Regions from separate parts of the Mus musculus genome. Here region 1 is linked to region 2. A link is a contact called in public Hi-C data. All regions are on one chromosome and are shown on one strand. The core of a region is the stretch at or near the end of the contact, and the rest is flanking DNA. Distances in the headings are between cores, read along the strand shown. Region 1 has its middle 24 kb from the start of Gm35081. Region 2 overlaps Ubr5 (ubiquitin protein ligase E3 component n-recognin 5).

Region 1 (6,859 bases), core at 1,833-4,332, 120 kb before region 2:
GTGGCAGAAATCCAGAAGCCTTTGGAAAAGGAGGTGAGAGAAGCCTCAGAAAGCTCTACGTTTTGATGCTCAGTCAGAAGAACGTACTATCAATGGAAGTGTGTACAATGAAGATGGTTCTTCATGAGTTTTTAGGTAGAAAGTCAAATTGAGAATTAGACTCCATAGAGGATGTAGGTATGAGATTATGGCCAAGAACTTCGCCACATTTTTATCCCATCTTGAGCCTTTCATGGAGATTGGGTTTAGAGTTGGTGGACTAGGGAGGCTGAGTTGAAAACTGACGGGATAGTCAATCTGTCAGAGGAGAATTTAAGGCAACCCGGCATCCGGGTTGTGGTCTTCTGATCACCGGCCGTGTTGAGTCAGAGACATGAGATTCTCTTAAAAGGCAGGCAGAGCAGAAAGACCTGAAAGACTTATGAGGAAAGAAGTGTGCTGAGATTGAAGAAGAGAAGTCCTTTGCATTGGGGAGATAGGAGATGCCTTGATGGTTTCTCAGACCTGGCCAGGCTATGTGCATAGAGCTGGAATGTCAATGCTTTGCTTTGAAAGGAGAATTCTAGGGTGGCCTGCTCACATAGCGCTACACAGGAAAAATACTTCTCCCTGTTCACCAACCCAGACACTTGGGCCATTGCAACAATGGTCTGGGGGCTGGAGGGGGGGGGGGGATCTGGCCACCACTGGAGTTGGTAGCAGGCTTTAGGGCTGTTCGTGTGGTGCTGGTTTTTCAGCCACAGAATGTAAGAGCTATCGGATCATGGAGACTTCCACACTGATTGCAAAAGAAGGCCTGGGAATGCAGACTGTACATGACCACGTGTGAGTCTTTAAAGACAGCTCCCAGGAACGACGTGTGAAGCTGTAAGGGTGAAGCCCCAGGATGTTGAAAAGGCCAAGAGTGTGAGAAAGTCTGTCACCACAAGCCACAGACAGCAAACAGAGGCAGTCTGTGGCAGGCAGGCCGTGTGGATTGAGCCTGTCCAGACGCAGAGGCCAGCTGTTGACTCTGCTGGGGTCCCTTCTCAGCACCACATAAACAGGGCACCAGGCGCATAGCCGTAGGATTAGCGTCTGCCCTGCGGGCTTGCTTCAGCTCCACTTTCCTTTCCTTTCCTTTCTCTCCATTTTGGGATGACAAGTTTACTTTGTGCCACTGTGTCTTGAGAATGTGTAGTTTGGTTTTGATGTTACAGGGCTCACAGCTAAGAATTTGCCCTGAGTCCCAGAGGAGACTTGGACCGTTACTGGAACCATTAGGACTATGAGAACTCTTGGAGATGTACGGAATGCATTATGGGAAGGACATGGAATTCTCAGGGCCAGGATCATTATGGTTCAGGGAGAGATGTTTGGGTGTGAACTTGACAAAGCATTATGGTTAATCTGAATTATCAACTTCATTGGACTGAGAAATGCCTGGGGTGCGTAAAGCACGTTTCTGGGTGTCTGGAACGTTTCCACTGAAGGTTAGCTACAGGGTGATAGTCCACCCTGAATGTGTGGAGCACAGCCCGTAGGCTGGCCCCAAAGGAAGCAAAGCAAAGCAGAGAGCCTGTGGGTGCGGAAGTTTTCTTTTGGCTTTCTGACTGCTGGGGAGCGAGCTCTGCTCTGTCGAAAGATGGATTCCTCCCCATCATGATGGACAAACTAAAATACAACCTTTTCTACTCAGAGTCATTTGTCTGGCATTGGTCATGGCAAATATATATATATATATATATATATATAAATTAAAGAGACATACACCTGTAACCTTAACCCTTGGAAGGCAGAGGCAGGAGGATCAGGAGCTCAAGGCTACTCCGTGCTATATGAAATCCTGTCTGTAAAAAATGGAATAAAAAAAAGATGTCACAAGTTGATTAACCTAATAGGAGAAAGGAACAAAAGCAAGAATAGGCAGTTCACACACTCGTTTGCAAAAAAAAAAAAAAGTCACAGATGTGTGTGCCCACACATGCATGTGGACATGTGTGTGCATGTGTAAAACCTTTGCATTGTTTAAATTCACTTTTATCATAAGCATGTATTACTGGGCATGATGGTTTTTCAGGGCTGTTTCCAGGGCTCTATCCCCAAGCTAGACACCGAGCCCCATCTCACTTTATTAAACAACAGGTTCCTCCCTGGACAGACTGGATCTAAATCTCTGGGGATAGGAAGCAGGAATTTATGCTTCAGAAAATAAATGCAAGCAGCCTGCTTAGTACAGTACAGCTTGTAATTCCAGCATTCAGAAGGTCAAGGCAGAGGATTGCCCCAGGCTTGAGCTAGTCTGGCCTACATAGTATGTTCCAGGTAGCCAGGGCTAGAGAGTGAGACGTTGGCTCAAAACAAAATAACACACACTCCCCACCCCCAGAAAAACAAAATAAATGGGAGAGAGGGTGAGGCTGGAGGGATGACCCAGTCATGGGAACTTGCAGCCTATGAAGCTCCAGTTCCCAGGAACCCAACAGCATCCTCTGGGCCTCATGGGCACCAGCTGTGCAAACGGTACACAGACACACATGCAGTCAAAATACCAACACATATCAAATAATAAAATAAAAATTAACAAACACACAGCAACAAACAGGGCCTTGATGGGTGGCTCTGTGATTCCTGCTAGCCTCATTCAGAGAACCCAACCGTTAACTCCAGTTCCATGGGATCTCCCTCTCTTCTGTGGTTGCCTGCATTCTGGCATGCATATGGTACACGTAACGTGGCAAACACACATACACATAAGCAAACATCTCTTTTTCTTTCTTTTTTTCTTAAGCAAAAACTTCAAAAAAAGGCTGGCACCTAGATAAGGACAGAGACACAAGCCTAGCAAATCTTGAAGTGCTGACAGAGAGCTGAAGTTGACGTGCTGTGTCCAGTGACCAAGTGATGAAATAAACAGCTCAGTATTGGATTACAACCCAGGGCATGATATAAATACCACCCCCTCAGCAGCCACACTGGAAAAAGGAAGATACAACTCTCACAGAAGAATTCCAAAAACGCCAAGTGCTTTGCACAGATGCTCTGGTCCCCAGGAAGCAAGGCTTGGTTCATGCTTCCGCTTCAGTCTTGGCTTTTGCTATAAATAAACAAACAAACCCACAGAATAAGAGGAGGAGACAGGGAGATGTTACAGAGGAGAAACTCGCGATGGAGGGTGGCATCTGTGGTGATGTGCCATGTGGATGTGTGTGCTTTGGCACATGAGAAGGTTCCACCTGGCTTCTGTGGTATCTTTATCCAGAACCCACATTGGATGATGAGCAAAATACCAGATCTATCCAAATGGAGAAGTATTTTACCACATAGCCAGAATCCTCAGAACTGTTAAGGTCCTGATGAATTCTAAGAGCTTCTAAGAAACAAAAGAGACGAGATGGCATGGCGTGATAGTCTCTGCATGGGATCCTATTCACCAGTGCAGGACTGGTGAAATTCACATCAGTGTAGAGGCCAGTCAATCACTGCACTTCAGCAAAGCGCAGTTTCTCTCTGGCAAGGTGCAGCAGAAACCCCAGGAGAGAGCCCACTGGGAGATTTCTGAGTAAGTCAGTCCACGGGGTGGGGGTGGGGGTGGGGGGTGAGCTTAGGTCTTATTTTATTTTAGAAAGTTTCATGTGGCCAACACTGATCTGGAAATCACTATTAGCAGAAGACAGCCTTGAACTTCTGACCCCGTCTTATCCTCCTGAATGCTGGGACTGTGGCATGTGGCACTACATGTAACGTTCAGTGATCTGAGGGCTTGACTGCTAGGCAGTCAGCCTGTTAGCTACGCTACATTTCTAGCCCTATTTTTGGTTTTGTTTTGTTTTGTTTTGTTTTGTTTTGTTTTTTTTTCATTTTTGTTTTGACGCAGGATCTCTCCATGTTCCATGTAATCATGGAACTCGTAGAGATTCTCCTGCCTCTGCATCTTGAGTGCTAAGATTAAAGGTATCTGTCCCCAACCCTAGCACCCCAGCCTTATTTTTTAGTTAAAAGTATTCGTTAGTTCTTTGAGGGTTCCATTCAATGACTTCTGAGCATGTCTGCCCTCTCCCAACTCCTCCCAGGCCTACCCCAGGCCCTTCCCAGCCCACCATCTTTGTGTCCAGCAGGTCTAATACATATGTGGATGTGTGGTCTTCCGCTGGCACATGCTCGGCCCACCGGCGGCAACACCCAATGCTGCACTTGCATGCTTCCTTTCTTGGCTTCAGACAACTATGGTCCTAACTACCAAAGGAGTGCTGCTAGCCACTATTCTTGACTTTCCCTTTCTGTCAGTTTTAGGGGTCCCCCATTCCCATAGTTCTTGCTGTCATCAGCCATAATTAGATCAGCTTGATGTCAGCAGAAATGACCTCCTCCAGCAGGATAGCCAAAGGCCACCATAGCCAGATTGGATATGCAAAGAAAAGACTTGACTCTTGTCTGTGACTGGCAGCTTGGAGAACTGTGTCAGGCTTCTATGGCTACAAGGAGTCTTCCACACCTCCTGAAAAGTAGCAGGCATGTTTAATGCCCACAATGCCTCAGGCAGAGATGCCTTCCTCTGCGCTGGCTGTGGGTTCCAGGTGGAATGCCTCTGCTCCCTCCCCAGGGACTGGGCAGCAGCAGCAGCAGCAAGGTGATACATTGTTAGCAAGTTCTACCAGAAGTTTCAAAACATCCCCCTCTGGACGCACTGTTCTAGAAACCTGCCACAGAGATTCTACTCATAATTACTCTGTCATCAGTAAGACGTGAGCTCTGCTGAAACAAAAAGCCTCTCAAGATAGAAAGAGCGTGAACTTCCATTCATTATGTAACATCCACAGTCTATCTGGGGCACTGGAGAGTTTCCTAATAGAATTTTTACCACCACTTGACGTGTGATGAGTACGAAGTGAACAAATACAGAAAATACAGAATTAACGGGAAGCAGCTGACACACTGTTCTGATTGTCCCCACCTAGGGGAACAGGAGAGTTTGTTCCCTCTGGTGTTTAATTAATATTCAGGTCATGTGAAATTTTTGCAATGCAGGTATAATGAATGGCACTTGTGTTTTTTTGGTTTTGTTTTTGTAGAGTGAGAACCATTTTGAGGTGTGGTATAGTTCACAGAGAGGCATCCTGGGCTCCTAATTCTCCCTGTTCACAGTTCCTTTCCCTAGCGTCTCTCTAAAAACCAAGCTGCAGCTTGCTGCCATCTCTTCTCCCGTCTCCTCGAAGCATGCATTCCTGGCTAATTCCCTGGCCTTAGTTCAAAGATTATATCCTGGTGTGTTATCACGTATGCCTGAAATCAGTACACTCAAGAGGCTGGGCCAAATGGATCAAGAGTTCCAGACCAACTTGGATGATGCAGTGGAATGAGATACTGACTCAGCAGTACAGATATATAGAGGTGTTTTCCTACTGTAAACTCAAGGTCAGGAACGTTAGATAGATAGATGATAGGTATATTGTAGATAGATTAGAGATAGATAGGTAGATAGATAGATAGATGATAGATAGATAGATGATAGATAGATAGATAGATAGATAGATAGATAGATAGATAGATAGATAGATAGATAGATAGATAGATGGGTAAACAGACAGATGGACAGATACATGGGTAGAAAGACAGACGGATGGATGATAGACATAGACATATAATAGAGTTAGATGGTAAATGATGATGAAAATAGATAGATAGATAGATAGATAGATAGATAGATAGATAGATAGATAGATATTACAAAACATGAGAAGAGAAAGGTAAGAGCTATGAGTACTTTTGTCTTAGTTGTAGGAGGACGTGAAGGCTCCATAGAATGTGTCATTTCTATTGGGTTTCAAAGGTTGTTTGATAAGTAGGTGAAAGACCATAAAACTAAAGGAAATAGTCTGAACATTATTATATAATCATTCCAGTCATGAGTTAAAAGAAAGAAAGAAAGAAAGAGATTGTTTTTCTCCTTTTTGTGTTTATTTGCTGTTACTATTATAGCTGTGCATATTTGGGAAATTACAGTGCCTACAGGGCTTGGTTTGGAACCCGCTTCTAAGAGTGTGGGGAGAGCACATCTGTTTGGTTTTTGTTGTTTTTTAAAGATTTGTTTTATGTATGTGAGTATATTGTTGCTGTCTTCAGACACCAGAAGAGGGCATCAGATCCCATTACAGGTGGATGTGAACCACCATGTGGTTGCTGAGAATTGAACTCAGCACTTCTGGGAGAGCAGTCAGTGCTCTTAACTACCAAGCCATCTCCCCAGCCACATCTGTTTGTTAACTCCTGTATTTCTGCATCGGGCACATACTGATAAAGTAGAGGATTACACAGCATCATGACTGCCTGGGGTTTCTTTTTATAACAAACATATTAGGTATTCACTCTTCCTGTGAATTCCCCATCCTGGATTTTGCTTTTTTTGGGGGGGGGGTCTATCTGTTTGTTTGCTTTCATGACACAAGGTCTTACTAGGTTGCCCAGGTTCTTCTCATAGTCATGGAAATCCTACTGTCTTGGTGCAACCATTGATTTTTTTTTTTTAATAGAAAATTTATCAGAGGTATATTGAATCCATAAGATGCGATCTGCTGGCCATACTTTATAATATCAAGCTGCTCTCAAATGGCTGCATTGGAGTTCAGCTGAGGCTGTGTGTGAGGCAAGGGGCCATGGGGAACTGACATTTACCGGCTAGAGGCCTTAGCAAGTGACTCTGATTTTCTAGCTTTCAAATTCCTCCTTTGCCTGAAGGAAACTGTCTGGAATCTCAACAGAACGGTTCCCTAATACCCAACAACGGTGCCAGCACTGTGACTGTCCCTTGGCAGACATTTCTATTCTTTCCTACAATGCTTTGAAAAGCTTGCATTACAGATCTTTGATTGATTTGTACATG
Region 2 (7,341 bases), core at 3,379-5,878:
TAAAGTGACAGTCTTTCCTAGGTTGGCATTTGTCATCTTCCTAAGTGGTAAAGCGAATATAAGTCCTGCTTGTGAGTGGTGATTCAGAAGGCAAGACTAGGCTGAAAGTGTCCCTCTAAAAGCTATCCTTTGTGTGACCAGGGCTCAGTGAAGAGTAATGTCAGGTATTAGTTACTGCTCGGCATGGTTCTCTTAGGGGAGGCAGGAATTAGATGGGTTAGCATGATGTCAGACCAAACATAAAGGGAGGAAATGTGGACAGGCTTGTGGGGATTTGAAGCCTGCAATCAGATTGCACACCACCAAGGAAATGGCCTTTTCAAGGCAGGGTAGGGTGGTCCTTTCCTATTAGCTGGCTCCACACCAAAACCAGCAAAGGGCATTTGGTCACTGCTGTAGTATGGGAGCTAGTTGCTATGCATCCCCAACCTCTCTTTTTGATACTGGCTGGCTTGGAACTTGGTAATGGCTTCAACTATTAAGATCACCTGCCTCTGTCTCCCTGGTGGTGGGATTAAAGGGATGTGTCACTGTGCCTGGCCTTTGAAAAGTTTTTTTTTTTTTTTTTAAGTGCATTGCCAGGTTATTTTGGTTAATTTTTGTGATTGCTCATGAGAAGATGGATAATGACTTTTGCCATTGTGTGTGTTATTTTAAAATTTTCATTTATTGATTGGTTTAACTGTGTGTACATGTGCATTCATGTGTGTGGTGTATGGATATATTTGCACAGGCGTGTGGTTTCGTGTGTGATGTGTGTGACTGTATGAAGTCAGTATCCCATGCTGTTACACCCTCCCTGCTCTTTTGTTGGTGCTGGGGGGTCTATCTGATTGCAGCTCTCCATATTTGTGTGGCAAACCCTTTGCTCCCACACTGCATGCTCCTCTAGTGTAGACCCACAGCAGTATGATTTGTAGCGCCTGGAGAGTTCACCGTAATGCTGGGATTGTCTTCATAATCATCTTCACATTTGAAGTATAGTTCAGATGCAGTTGTGGGTAAAATAATGGTTCTTTAATGAGAGATTGAAGCATTACCCACGCTGTGCCAAGAGTCACGGGCTTCCTTAGAATTGGAGGGAAAGCATCTCATTTTAGAGTGTTCTTGATAATAAGGCAGCAAAAATGTATTCACTTGTGAATCTTTGTGTCTCAGCGTAGATCACCTGAACACTTACTTAGCATGATGAATTGAGGAGATCAGTAGTTGTGTGGAGAAAGAAGCTTTTTGGTGACCCTTTTACAGTTGTAGATTAGATTGTACCAGTGACTTTCTTTATAGAGACTATTTAATTTGAAGGGTTACCCAGGCTGACAATTTGGTTACCCAGGCTGGGGTTCAAACAGATTTTTCTCCCCCTTTAAAATGAAATGACTGTCAGCTGGCCGTGGTGGCGCACGCCTTTAATCCCAGCACTTGGGAGGCAGAGGCAGTGGATTTCTGAGTTTGAGGCCAGCCTGGTCTACAGAGTGTACCAGGATAGCCAGGGCTACACAGAGAAACCCTGTCTCGAAAAACCAAAAAAAAAAAAAAAAAAGCGAAAAAAAAATTGAAATGACTGTCATTTTAGAACAAATTTTAAGAACAACTGGATGGTATTTGTTTCTAGTATCATCAAGTTTTCAAACCAGAATTTGAGCTTTCTCAGAAACTCTGGGAAGCTTGTCATTGTGAGCCTGACACTGTAGTAACATGAGCAGTAATAATTTTGACACTTTGCAAAAGTATTTTCCACATGATAGCATATGCCTCTATAGATGAATCTTGCTTGGATTCATGGGTCACTGCCAGATTCAGCACTGCCCTGAACGGTTCAGAAACCATCATTTAGTTACCTAAAAATGATACTGAAATGCTCTGCTAGTACGGAAGTCTCCTGCTTGGCACCCTAGGTGTCCAGCAGTCTCTTGGAAAATAAGTAGCTACAGCTAGGCTGCACACATGTAGCTGTATCTGGAGGCAGGGGCAGGTGGATCTGAGTTCAAGGACATCCAGGGAGACAGAGAAACCCTGTCTTGAAAAAATCAAAAAACAAACAAACAAGCAAAAAAGAATGTATCTTCTCCCAAATTTTTAATGTGTCTGTATTTGTCTTGGCAATGGATGTCTTCTCTGGTGGAATACCAAAAGATGAGTTTAAAATTCTCTTAATCATAATTTAGGTCTGCAGACACAGTAACCTTTCTTGGCTTTTCTTAAATTTTTTTGTTTGAATTAAATCCTTTATTCTTAAATAAAATTGTGGTTAGATAAGAACATCATTCCACAAATGATAGCTAGTCAGAAGTTAGGGTGGGGTCACTTTAAAGGCTGTTTGCTAAAGTGGTTATTAAGGGGTAAGTTATTGAGTTTTGTCTCTGTCTTAGCTATGATTTACTTATAAAAATACTATGGGGGCTGGGGATGTAGCTCAGTTGGTAGACTGTAGATTCAGTACCCAGTATCATACAAACCATGTGTGAGAAGCACACATCTATTATCCTGTCACTCAAGAGGTGGATGCAGGAGGATCAGAGCCGCTCCAGGTCATCACTGGCAGATAGTCAGTTTGAGGTCAGCTTAGGTTACAGGAGAACCCGTCTCAAACAGCAATAACAGCAACTCCTCCCAAGCTCCCCAAGATTAACATGGGCAGATAATGACATAACCTCAAAACAAATTTATATGTTTACACAGTTAATTGTCATTCTTTAAGGTAGAAGCCTGGAGGTTAATTCTTTTGGTATTAAGACCAAGAATCTCTTTTTTTTTTTTTTTCTGAAACGGTTTATAAAGTACCTTACTCTTGACTGATGGGATTGCATGGGAGGCTAGGGAAAGACTCTGGAGGCAAGTCCACTGCAGTATGTGTGAGGACACTGGAGACAAGAACACGGAGCTAGAATGTTCACAGTGAGATTTGAGAGGAAAGGCAAGCTGCAGATGTCTGTGGGAAAAAGTTAGGACTGCCAGGAAACATGGGTGTCTGAGCTGGACACGGCCTCGGGGAAGTGTGCTGAAGGCAGACCACACTCGAGCAAGCTCTCCACTCTTAGACTTCCACATGTGTGGGAAGCAGCACTTGGAGGGTGGGATATGAGGAAGAGCCAAAGCTTCAGGGACCTACCTCTGTGTTCTTCATCAAGAATATAATTATAATTGCATTTGGGCTGTGTCTGACTATTTAGAGATCTGGTTTGTGGCAGTAAGTAGACAGAGTTTAAGAACTGAAGAACCTCACTATGTGCTGTGCCTAAGTAGGATCTGTGAAAGTTACCTTTGAAATCTACTACGTTGGGGACAGTGGGACAGGCTCCATGGGCTTTCCAGAGTAATAGTAGTGTTAGCTCCTAATAGGTACTGCTAAGAAAGAGTCAGTTTGCCACTTAACGATTCTCGAGCTGGCAAAATGGCCCAGCAGTTAAGAGCACTGACTGCTCTTCCGAAGGTCCTGAGTTCATATCCCAGCAACCGAATGGTGGCTCACAACCATCCATAATGAGATCTGATGCCCTCTTCTGGGTGTCTGAAGACAGCGACAGTGTACTCACATTAAAAAAGAAAGATTCTAGTCTCTGCATCTGAAAATTATATGTGTAAGAGATCAAACAGGCACCGAGGCGCTGAGTTGGAATATGGGGCACATTTTAGTATTGAACAACACAGCAGATAGGGTTGTCATAGACTTATTGCCAGCCTGCCCAGCTGTGTGTTACTGCCATCTCACAGGCTTACCTGTCTGCTGTTGTTATGAGGTTATTGAAACATTTATGTGTGAGTGAAATTTGATGAGCTTTAGGCTTTTTTTTTTTTTTTTTTTTGAGAAGAGAAATTTACTGTGTTACTGTTACAAGAACGTGTTTCATCTTCTGGCCTGAGCCCCTTTACAGCAGACTGCTGCGGTGGTTACATGGTTACATAGGCGCACTGGTGTGTTAACAGCCGTGGCAGTGGGCTGTCTTGGCCTGTGGCCTGTGGCTGCTCAGCTGGGCTGTGTCCTGCAGAGAGAGGCAGGCTCTCCTTAGTAGAGCCCATGTGTGCGGGAGGCTTTCCTCCAGTGTGCTCTGGAGCCAGTTGACTATAACCACCCCGAGAAGTGAAAGAACCATCCAGTTTATGTATTTTTGAGATTGGATTTATGAATCAAGTTGATAATATTTGGTTTAACATTCTAGGTGATTATAAAATCTGCTCATATGAAATTTCAAATGGCTAGGATTTTTGATATATCAGATGCTATTTAATTCATTAAAAAACCATTTATTGTGTATGTACATGTCATGGCACTCTCAGGAGGACAGAGGCTTTCTGAAGAAGTTAGTTCTCTTCCCATCATGTGGGTTTTGTGGATCCAACTCAGGTCATCAGACTTGGCAGCAAGCACCTTTACGTGCTGAGCCATTTTGTGGACCCTAGTAAATGCTACTTTTTCATAAACATTCCATATGGTGATCCTCTGATAGACCTGTTTTTTATGTATTAGTAAGAATTCTGAGACTGAGAAGCAGCAGAATAACTAACAGTTCTTCTTCGCACGATGAGAACTCGCAGAGCTGAGCCAGACAGAGAGCAGAGAGGCCCGCACCTCTGACTATGTTGTGGGTGCTGGTGAGCATTTTCTGCGTGCCTGGGACAGTTGTTAGGAGTTCTCTTTTCCTTTCTTTTTATTTTTTTTTTCTTTTTGAGTCATGGTCTTGTTATGTACCCAGCTGTCCTAGAACTCACTGTCATTTTTCTTGGCCGCTTTGAGTGTAGAGTCTCACCATCTTTAACTTTTGTTAAAGAAACACTGAGTGTTAGATTTATTTTGTGACAGTCTTGCTCTTGCACCTCTGGTTTCCCTGGAGCTCACCATGCACATTAGTCAGGCCTCAAACAAGTTTGACCCTCCTCTTTTTGCCTCCTGCATTCTGCATGTGCGAGCATGCTGGGTTGTGGAGAGCTGTCCTTTTCGGACAGGTTGAATATATGAACGTGTATGTGAAGTCAGGGGGACTGCTTTGGAGTTGGTTTTCCTCAATTTTATGTGGGTTCCAGGGATTGGAGTCCTGGTACCAGGCTTGTTTGCTTGTAACAAACCCCTTTACTTTGTGAGCTGTCTGACTGGCTATTTTTGTTTGAGACAGTTTCACAATCTCTGGCTTCTTTGTAACTCACTGTAGTCCAGTGAATTCACATAGGTCTACTCATCTCTGTCTCCAGAGTTCTGGCTTAAAGGTGTATACCACTGTGCCTTGGTTCCCAGGCCCCTTTTAACTGAGTTTTCAGATCAATTTTTAATCTTAAAATTAGCTGATATCAGAAACCATTTTCTCTCTCTTTGGTAGTCTGTAATTTGCTCTTGAGTTATTAAATTATTTTGTAGCTTTTTTTGACATCCTCAAAGCTTAGTTTAGTCCCATAAGCATCTACCTGAAGTGCTGTTTGAAGCTACAGAAGCATTTAATTTTTAGTTTTAGCTATTGTCCAGTTTTGTTTTGTTTTTTTTTGATGATCCCTTCCCCCAATTTGTGTTATTGACAAGACATGCTAGTGAATAAATAGGTTTTCCTTTGTGCCACTGCTGTGGTGGGGCACTTAAGCCTTAGCCTAGGGAAGTCTAGAGTTCTATCTCTGCTCCAGGTCTCCCAAAGCTCCTGTTAACTCTGGAGCAACAGACCCTAGGCTGTTTTGCCTTCGTTTTTTAGTTAGCCTTCTTCCACAGGTTATGAAATCCGTTATGCATTATTCTCATTTAATCTCGTTTTGAAACAGAAATGTGCTATATAATTGAGCAAACTGGAATTTAGTGGAAAGGCCTGACCTCCAGAACCAAGGGAATATGTTGTTAGGAAAGAGAGAAAACTGGGCTAGTGAGAGGAGAGTTCAGAGGGTGGGGTGCACAGTAGTGAGAATGAAATTAGCAGTTTTCATTTCTGTGTTTTTGGAAAAAATGAAAATACCAGTTGAAACCTCTAACCACTTAGGTGCTTTGGTGGGCATCAGTCAGTGTGCATGGTTGATGTGCCTCAGTAGGTAGTGAGTGGCTTTATAGTTGCCGGGTAAAGTTCAGAGATGCCTGGTTCTACCTACTGTAGTGCTTAGAACATTTACCCAGGGTTCTGTGACTTTCTGTAGGCTTTTTTCTAATTAAAAAAATTTTAAAGTTTATTTATATGTATGAGTATTATATGTATGAGTCTGTGTGTCTATAGACCACACACAACACCTCTGACTCTCTCCCAGAGAGAGAGAGAGAGAGAGAGAGAGAGAGAGAGAGAGTGTGTGTGTGTGTGTGTGTGTGTGTGTGTGTGTGTGTGTGTGTGTTTTAGTCTTTCTGCTGAAACTCCCGCCAATTACTTCTGGCTAGTTTGCTGTTTTCCTAGTGGCCCGTCAGCTTTTTATCAACAGGTGATGTTTCCACACCGTGCACACAGATTCTCTCTGCATCCCATTTATTTTCAATTCATTATATTCACATACTGTCAGAATGTCTTTTGGCGTAGACTGTGGTTGTATGTCATAGCCCCCACCCCCAAAGGCTGACTGCTCTGTCTTCTGAGTTCTGGTATAAAGGTGTGCACTACCATGCCTGGGTTAACTGCAGGTTTTAAAAAGGAGTTTTCCATTAGGTATTTGCTCAGAGCTCAGTAGCTCTACGACTGGTGTTTGTTACGTAAACTCTAGAAGCCTCATTTTCTTTCCTGTTTGGAAATGGGGTTATTTTGGATATTCCTGGAGCTGCTGATGGGTTAGAAAGGGAAGGTAAATGCAATGCCTGCTTGCAATCCTTAAGAGTTGCTCGTGTGTTACTGTTGGGAATCGGCCCAGTGCTGGTGCAGGCCCACTGGAGCCATCTTGTGTGTGCAGGACCTGTGCTGGGTTTATTAACACTTGGCTTTTGTGTTTGAAGGTTACGGGAAGTTTCAGAGAAGCTGAACAAGTACAATTTGAACAGGTAAAACATTTTAAGCTGTTTTAAGTTAAGCCATTTTTCATGGGCTGTGTTTCAGCCCTACCATGGAGCTGTAGTGTTTTCTTTCTTAGGAAAAGGATTCATCTTTATGTGGTTAATATGACTTATTAGATTAAGAATTAGATTACATTAAGACTCTTTGGAGATGTAGCCCTGGCTGTCTTGAAATTTGATGTGTAGATGAGGCCTTGAACTCACAGCACAGAGACCCGCCTGTTTGTTTTGGGATTAAAGATGTGTATTACCACATCTCTACTCTTTCTATCAAAGTTAGGTTCATTTAAATTACAGTCTCCATTAATGCTGATTCTTAAAACGGTTTGGTAGACCTTTCAACTGTAGTGATTCTGGTAGGTATCAGTTACTTTTATTTATTGCTTTAAAACTCCACTTAGGAATTAGTT

What was found. A called contact is a pair of places that touch in the nucleus more often than the background predicts.
Region 1: a contact with region 2 is called in a Hi-C map of myocytes, with 2.4 times the contacts expected there. The contact joins two enhancer-like sites. A contact is called at or near these places in 3 of 39 promoter capture datasets (the C10 cell line, epiblast stem cells and liver), 3 of 484 Hi-C or Micro-C datasets (Sertoli cells, embryonic stem cells and myocytes) and 2 of 115 datasets of contacts at active chromatin or transcription factors (embryonic fibroblasts and embryonic stem cells).

Annotation. Positions count from the first base shown.
Region 1 is chr15:38,163,989-38,170,847 of GRCm38.p6, reverse strand. No RefSeq gene overlaps it. Among named protein-coding and RNA genes, the nearest start is that of Gm35081, 24 kb to the right of the region's middle. Within about 2 kb of position 3,082, at least 14 of the 459 cell types and tissues checked have an H3K27ac peak or open chromatin away from gene starts, as enhancers often do. A contact at or near this core is called in myocytes, where this site is marked.
Region 2 is chr15:38,047,683-38,055,023 of GRCm38.p6, reverse strand. It overlaps Ubr5 (ubiquitin protein ligase E3 component n-recognin 5), which reads left to right. Exons shown (of 59, transcript NM_001112721.2): 2 at 6,875-6,919. Among named protein-coding and RNA genes, the nearest start is that of Gm22353, 6.9 kb to the left of the region's middle. Within about 2 kb of position 4,628, at least 31 of the 459 cell types and tissues checked have an H3K27ac peak or open chromatin away from gene starts, as enhancers often do. A contact at or near this core is called in myocytes, where this site is marked.